2 separate regions of the Hordeum vulgare genome follow, and region 2 is linked to region 1. A link is a contact called in public Hi-C data. All regions are on one chromosome and are shown on one strand. Each heading gives the region's core, a stretch centred on a gene start, on an enhancer-like site or on the middle of the called end of the contact. The rest is flanking DNA. Distances are from core to core; before and after follow the strand shown. Region 1 holds the start of LOC123451758 (protein FAM135B-like). Region 2 holds the start of LOC123398263 (protein ROH1-like).

Region 1 (4,062 bases), core at 1,287-3,786:
TCAGTCTTGGCAAATGAAAACCATAAGCTGCACATGACTGAACTAAATCTCAGAAGAAAGAATGCACATATAAATTAGAACTAGACTCACCCATTCTCCAGTGTTGGGGCATATATTAACTCGTACTTCAATATCACAGCAGAAGCTGCTGGACCCTTGAAAAAATAAAATATGTGCTCTCATAAGGCTGCAATTAGTTAATTCGAAAGGGGAAAAGGAATGCTAACATTCGAATTTCCAACCTCTTCTGCACCGTTGAGTATGTTGAAAGACACCATAACCGATAGATATATGTCCTGTCGAGCATACTTGATTCTGAATGGCTGTGTGTAGAAGCTGTTATCAGCGTCATCTATTCTCCAAATGCCTAAAGCATCGTCCGCACCGACATCAGGAGCTGCACAATCCACCTAGCATGTCATTATCTATTAGCTAATGATTGGCAAGGACACTAACAAAAGAATCTTTCAAGTAATTGCAACCAGATAAAAAAACCTTGGAATCTGGAACGCTTGTTTTCGTGTACAATGAAGATAAATAGACATAAACATATGTGATTTAGATGAGAGTCCACAGATATTTGGTACAACATTGTCACCATGTTAAACAGATGGTCCGGTAGACCAGTACAGATCAGTAGATCACATTCTCCATAATACTGTAGCACACTGTTTGGTGGGCCTGGGCCACATACTTAGCTGTGAAATCTCAGCTGCCTGTCATTGTCTCATCACAAGATAAGGTGCACTTTGTAAACTACCGCAATTTATCAGTTGGTTCGTCTAGAAGGAATACAAGCCTCGACAAAGATTAACAGACATATCACATATATTATGTGTGCTGCATGATAATTATAGTACACGACATTGACATGCTTGTACAGTTCGTATCCAGCTATGCAACATGCCTCTTGATGTTATCTAAGAAGGATAGGTAGATTGCAACAAGGTAGGTTGATAGATTTATACAAGCAAGGTAGAGCTTAAAAGTTAAAACCATAACAGTCCAATGTAAGTACATAGGTAGACTTCATTTTCTGCACTAGGAAACAGTAGCATGGTTCTTCTCGACTATAGTACTGAATATTGACAACAATCAAACAGTTAGTATGAACTTTTAGCTCACTACACAAATTCAAGAACCTCACAGATTGCAAAGGTATCAATTTAAACATGTATTTCCTTGAAATCATGTGAAAATAACAGAAGCACTGAAGCAGGCGATCACATCATACTGTCCCTCGTTAGAAGAGATGGACGCACCTTCGTACTGGACTACCCTTGCGGGTGAAGCTGGTGTCTTGCTACCGCTTTCACCCTCCTCCCACATTGCACTAATCTTCATCTGGTACCATCTGCACATAACCCAATACTCGTTTCACAACGAAGAACAGCACTCCCTAGTTGACATAAAATATAAAAATTTCGGAGATCCAGAAATATGGAGACAAAGATCTGCATGCCGTCTCGCAGCGCAAAAATGTGTATGGACAAACTCAGAACTGCCAGTACGAGGGGGGGGGGGGGGGGGGGGGGAGGTCTGACTCGCAAAAAAGAAAAAAGAAAAACCGAATTAACACGAAATGCTCCAACAAACCAAAACTATTGACTAAGTTTGTACCGAAACTTTGTATTGGCTTTTTTACATGTCACAAAAAAATGAAACTTTTTAACTCAAACCACTTGGAACTTTAGTATAGTCAAAAAAGAGAATAGTGAAACTAAACCCAAGAAGAAGAAAAAAGACATCCACGGAAAAGAAAAGACCAAAAGCAAGCATCTCCACGAGACACGGCTCCATACCCTTGCTGGAAGAGATCGAGGTTGTGGAAGCGGTGGATGTAGACGGCCACCTCGTGCACCGTCTCCATAACGTCCGGCGGGCGGAAGCAGATGGCCCTCTTGGCCCCCGGCCCCGCGGCGGCGTTGTGCACGCGGCCGGACGCCGGCGAAACCCTCCTGGTGGCTCCACGCGGGCTGCCCTGGTCAACGGCGCCGCCGACGAGGCACTTCATGCGGCCGAACATGGCCGCCCCGCCCGCCCCGATCCGCGCATCACTTGGCCGATCCCTGGGCTAGCGAGCTCTAGGGTTGGGGCTTGGGACCCCGCGGGAGTAGGACGCAGGGGAGGCCAAACGCGTTGGCGGGGGAGAAGGAGAGGGCGGCGGCGTAGCACGTCAGTGGGCTTGGCTAGTTGGCAGATCGGGAAGGAATGATGGGAGGTAGGAGTAGTTGGTTAATGGCGGCGGCGGCGGCGGCGCGAGTTTGGCACGTGGGGCCTGGGCGGCGGCGTAGAGGCCGGGCGGTGGGGCCCGGTCGCCGGAGGGTCCGGAGATCGGAGGCGGAGTAGTGGGAGAAGGAGGCGGCGGTAGAGCTGGTGAGAAAGAGCCAAAGAGGAGGAGGGTGAAGGGGGAGAGAAAGGTTGGAAGGGGATTTTTAATGGCTGGCTCGTGTCACAGACATGTGGCGGCCGAGTTGCAAGTGAGCGCGGCTCGATGGAGCTGTTTGAGGGGAACGGCGGGCACGGTCGTGTAGGGTGCACGTGGAGTCGGAGGAGTGGAGGAGACAATTTTATGGCCGTAACTCTACCGGGTACACAAGCAGGTAGCAGGTCGTTAGGGTTGGCGGTCCCACCTGTAGGCATCTTGAGTTTTTTTAGCCATCTTCGAGTTAGAGCATCTCCAACGGCAGTCGTTGGTATAAATGTCCACATCAACAGCCAACAGCACATCATATATGCTTTTCAATGTACTATATGTTAACCGTATATAAAATAACTAAACGAGTTCACAAAATGTTGAAGAAATGATCATGTTTGCCTCGGAGCTTGTTCCTGAACCGTTGCTTCAAGTTCATACGATTGCATTCTCTCTCTTCTTTCATTATATGACATGTCATTAAAAGCGTCTATGTGACAATTTTACCAACGATGATCATACGACTATTGGAGATGCCCTTAGTTGGTACTAGTACTAGTTTCTTCACAAAAAAAGTTAGTTAAAGTTCTAATGTATCTTTGAAATTAGGCGGGTCCATCATCCGCACGCGGCTGCTTTGTCGCACTAGGGTTAGGGTTCTCTCATTGGGGGTGGTGTTTTCTCCGGTGGTTCTCGGGGTGGCGATGGCACTGATCAGCGACGCTTTCACTCTCCTATGACGAGCCTATGGCAAAGTGATCGGGGAGAGGAGTGGCTACTGCAAAGGAGATGACCATTCCATGAGCAGAAGCGACAACGGGCGCGACAAGGAGGAAATCTTCAATATCTCTCGCAGACCGCAAGACTTCTAGGGAGGCCTCCAGCCCCTCGACTAAGCTAGGCGAGTTGATCGTGATGAAGAAAGAACATCACGGTTTCGGATCCGTCTCTAGAACAAGTTAGTGTTGCAAGATGGTCTATGATGGGCAAGGTGTACTCGACGAGGCTGCTCAATAACCGTCCTCTCGAGAGGACGATGCAAAAGGTTAGGGGCTTACATAGGGAAGAACAATTCAAGGATAATAAAAGGAATATATCCGTGGTCACGTGCGGGGGTGAAGGTGATTGGAGGCCTTCGTTGAACAATTGACCATGCAATGGGCCTCAAAGATTATGAAGGGAACGTACGTCCTTCGAAGATGGTTTCATGTGGTGGAATTTTTACCTATTTTTGGGCCAGCCCAAGGTACAATTTTAGAAATTCCTAATAAATCCTAGAGGCCCACGCAGGCCTTTTGTGCAAGGCAAGAGGTGGAAAAGTTTAGTCCCACATTGCTAGTTTAGTGGGATTTGGACCTCCTTATAAGGGAGAATGTTTCCACACATGTATAAGCACAGATCTGGCCAAACGGGCCGGGTAAATGGGTCGGCCCGACAGCCCGCGTGGCTGGCACGACACGGGCCCGGCCCGACACGGGCTATTCGTGCTCGGGCCCGGCACGAAGCACGGCTCGGGCCGTGCCTGGGCACGCGGGCCCGCACGACACGACCCGTTTATTTTTTATATATATATTTAGATTTTTTTGTTATATATATACAAAAATATGGCCCAATAGGCCCAAAAATAAGCCCATAAGGCTAAAAAT
Region 2 (4,094 bases), core at 434-2,933, 310 kb before region 1:
CTGGATCACCTCGTCATCTGCGTCCTCGGGACAATGAGCAAAGTTCGCGGCAATCCAAGTGAAAGGAGCGCCGACCGGGACTCTATCTTTCTTCCCTCCATCTTCTACCTCCGGCTCCTGCGGCGACATACCAATAAGAGCCTCCATTTGTTGCCGCCATCCCTCGGAATCAGTGCTCATACAAAGAGGCTTCCCCTCGATCGGAAGTGCGGTGATCATGGAAACATCTTGAAGAGTAACCGTCATCTCTCCGGTTCGGAGGTGAAAACTATGTGTCTCCGGCCTCCAACGATGAATAAGTGTTGTGACTGCCGCAACGTTCAGATTGGGCGTTGACCGACTCACAAGCTGCACGAATGGAAGGAGTCCTCTCATCTCGATGTATGGGGTGTATCGCTCATCGTACTGCATTACAGACGATGCCCCATGAGACCGGATCTTCAAGGGCGTAAGCTCCTGCAAACAGATAGGAGAAGAAGATATCAAGTGCTTATTACATTTTCAAAAAATTACTCATCTACTAATCATTTCTACTTACCATTTTCTTCTCCGACATGAAATAGGCCCGGTGTTCAATGTCATAAACATTATTCAGAAGCCACACCATCCTACAAATCACAAAAAATACTCATATTCAAAAAATTACTCATCTACATATCCTAACTACTCAAATCCTAAGAACTCATATGAACTACTACTACTCATATACTCATATACTAACTACTAATATGAACTACTACTACTCATATACTCATATACTAACTACTAATATGAACTACTACTACTCATATACTCATATACTAACTACTAATACTAACTATTAATACTAACTACTAATATGAACTACTACTACTCATATACTAACTACTAATATAATAACTCCTAATACTCATATACTAACTACTAATATACTAACTACTCAAATCCTAAGAACTCATATCCTAACTAGTCAAACTCTAAGAACCTACTCAAATCAATCTACTCAACAAAAACCTATTCCACTTGGATAGAAGGATGGGAAACGGAAGGAGATGGGGGAGGAGATTACCTTGGGGGATCAATCCAAGGAAGAAATCAGCAGATCTGAAGGAGATGGCGGAGGGGATTAGGGATTCGAAGAGAGCCAGCCGCCGCCGTTGCTGTTTCTGTTTGAATGAGGGAGGGGAATGGGGAGGGGGTGGGGAGGGGGCTGGCCCGTGGACAGTTAAGTCAATGTATGGCACCTAAGCGTTCGGCGCCACACATTACAATGTGTGACGCCTGAGGCTTAGGCGTCACACGTCCTGGGGGGTGGGCCCTCCCTGCCAGGTGGTTGGGGGGTGTGGCGCCGAAGGTCTAGGCGTCACACAGTGTAGTGTGGCGCCTAGGTATCGAGCGTCACACAAAAGGGTCAGCCGGATGACATATTTTCTCCGAGGGGTCACTACGTGAGTTCTTTTTCCTAGGGATCATTTTTATCAATTTTGCCAAACATGTACGAGTAGTGCACTAGTATAGCTATAAAAAGCGATGCTAAAAAGGAAGAAACGATGCTAACCGTTAGCAGCAATACCAGAACCGGAAGGACTTTATGGTAAAACAACCCAGCGAGAACGTGAAGAAAACATTCCAGGCACAAAAGAAGGAATTCCCCCAGCCTATAAATAAATACTCCCACAAGCATTTCATGATCAGCGCACTCCTGCCATCACAGCCTCCCAAAAAACAAGCTCATATTTATTTACTCCATTAATTTAATACATCTCCATTTTAAGTAGGGAACCCCCTAATCTCACGCCTTGATATAAAATTCCACCGCTCTCCTCCCACCCTCCTCGCATTGCCACATTCCCCATTCCCATTCTCATTCCCTGCCCCGCTCCGTCTCCGCGACAGATGCGCCGGGCCCCGCACCCGCTAGCCCGCTGAGCCCGCCCGCCCGCCCGCGCGCGCGAGATCCGCCTCCGGCCGGCGACCTCGCCGGAGGCCATGCCGGTGACGGACTACCAGGGGGCCTCCTCCTCCCCGTCGCCCTTCTCTTTCGGCTCGCTCCTCTCGCTCCGCCGCGACCACACGGCCATGCCGTCGGGCGAGGAGGCCGACCTCGAGCTCTTCCAGCGCCACCTGGCCGCCAACCTCGGGGACCTGCTGCCCGCGGAGGGGGCCGAGGGAGCGCCGCCGCCGGAGGAGATCCTCTCCGTCGCCTGGATCCGCCGCCTCCTCGAGGCCTTCATCCTCTGCCAGGAGGAGTTCCGGGTCGTGCTGGCGCAGGCGCGCCGCCGCGGGGCGCTGCCGGCCGCGGCCGAGAGGCTCGTCGCCGAGTTCCACGAGAGGGCCGTCAAGGCGCTCGACGTCTGCAACGCCGCGCGCGACGGCGTCGACCAGGTGCGCCGCTTCGAGCGCCTCGCCGACATCGCCGCCTCCGTTCTGCTCGCTCCCGGGGAGATCCACGAGGGCCAACTCCGCCGCGCCCGCAAGGCCGTCTCCGACCTCTCCGTCCTGCTCGTCGACGACACCACCGCCGCCGCCAGCGGGGGCGTCGCCTCCTTCCTCGCTTCCCACCGCAACCGCTCCTTCGGCCGCGCCCGCGCGTCCCCGTCGCGCGCCTCGGTCGTCGGCTCCTCCGCCACCGCCTCCGCCTCCCATTTCCGCTCCCTCTCGTGGAGCGTGTCCCGCGCGTGGTCGGCGTCGCGCCAGCTGCAGGCCATAGGGGCCGGGCTGACCGCGCCGCGAGCGCACGAGGGAGGGCTCGTGGCGCCGGTCTACGCCATGGGCTGCATACTCCACTTCACGGCGTGGGCGCTCGTCGCCGCCGTCCCGTGCCCGGACCGGTCCAGCGCGCTCCTGGCGCACCACCTGCCCGTGGCGCCAGCGCGCGCTGCATTCCCCTGGGCGGCACCTCTCCTCACCCTGCAAGAACGCCTAGCCGAGGAGGGGAAGCGCAAGGAGAGGCGCTCTTCCTGCGGCCTGCTCAAGGAAATCCAGGTGCTTGAGAAGGCCATACAGAAGCTCGCCGACGCCATTGACGCGGCCCCTATCCCGCTCTTCGGAGACAGGGAGGTGGACGTGCGGGAGGCTGCAGCGGAACTCTCCGCCGTGTGCGCGGCCATGAGGGATGGGCTGGAGCCACTGGAGAAGCAGGTGCGAGAGGTATTCCACCGCATCGTGCGCAGCCGCGTGGAGGGCCTCGATTCCTCCATGCACAATGCTGATTGATTCATCCCATCAACTCAAGCCTTGCCTTTGATCGGGCAATTTGGTGGGCGTAGGTAGCTTTCTTCTTCTTGGTTTGCTTGTTTCGTATTCCAAATCGTATTTTTAAGTGCAAATACGTACGTGCCTTCGTCTTCATGTAAAGGAAGGGGATTAGAAAGGGGCCACCATGATGTTAAAGACGGCTGCTTGTTTCTCCCATGTTATTTTTGTTTTCTACCATGCCTTTTGGTATATATGTTGCCAAATTTTTGGTTAGTTGTGTGCGTCCACGCCTAATTTGTGCTTCAGTTTATGTTCCATAGCACGTAGGTCACTTTTGATCTCTCTCATTGTGACCAAAAATGCCTTGTTCTGTAATTATACCTGCACATCGTGTGTGTTCCTGCCGGAACTGAAACATTTTTACTGCGTTCCAAAGTGCCAAACAGGACCTGTGATGACGCTGGCATTGTAAGGCGAAGTGATGAATATACATGTTGAGCTGTTCTAGACCGTCTGAAAATACTTGATCATATGAAATGGATATATGAATGGATGTATCTAGATGTATTTTAGTTGTAGATACATTCATTTGTGCGATAGGTATTTTCATTTGTGCGATAGGTATTTTCGGACGGAGGAAGTAGTAGTATTGTAGGAGTAGGATGCATTTGGTTGCTTACATACACCGCCAACCAAGCCGGCGCGGTAAGAGAATGGTCCGTTTGGCTGTTACTTCCATAGTTTGGCTTGCATAGCACGCAACTTAAATCACCTTCGGGTCAGGCCCGGCCCGTTCAGAACGATCGAATAGGCAACCATCACAGACATGAGTTTGACAATGGCGATAAGCCCTCTGTTTCACCTCCTCGCTCTCGATTTTCTGCTTTCGCTTTGCATATTAGATTTGATTCGTGTGT

What was found. A called contact is a pair of places that touch in the nucleus more often than the background predicts.
Region 2: a contact with region 1 is called in a Hi-C map of seedling, with 4 times the contacts expected there. The contact joins the promoter of LOC123398263 here to the promoter of LOC123451758 in region 1. A contact is called at or near these places in 2 of 6 Hi-C or Micro-C datasets (leaf and seedling) and 1 of 1 datasets of contacts at active chromatin or transcription factors (embryo).

The regions. Positions count from the first base shown.
Region 1 is chr5H:261,228,850-261,232,911 of MorexV3_pseudomolecules_assembly, reverse strand. LOC123451758 (protein FAM135B-like) reads right to left here and starts at 2,536. Exons shown (of 14, transcript XM_045128289.1): 1 at 1,803-2,536; 2 at 1,263-1,354; 3 at 243-397; 4 at 91-155. The coding sequence starts at 2,026.
Region 2 is chr5H:261,537,710-261,541,803 of MorexV3_pseudomolecules_assembly, reverse strand. It overlaps LOC123398263 (protein ROH1-like), which reads left to right and starts at 1,683. Exons shown (of 1, transcript XM_045092751.1): 1 at 1,683-3,450. The coding sequence starts at 1,969. The coding sequence ends at 3,195.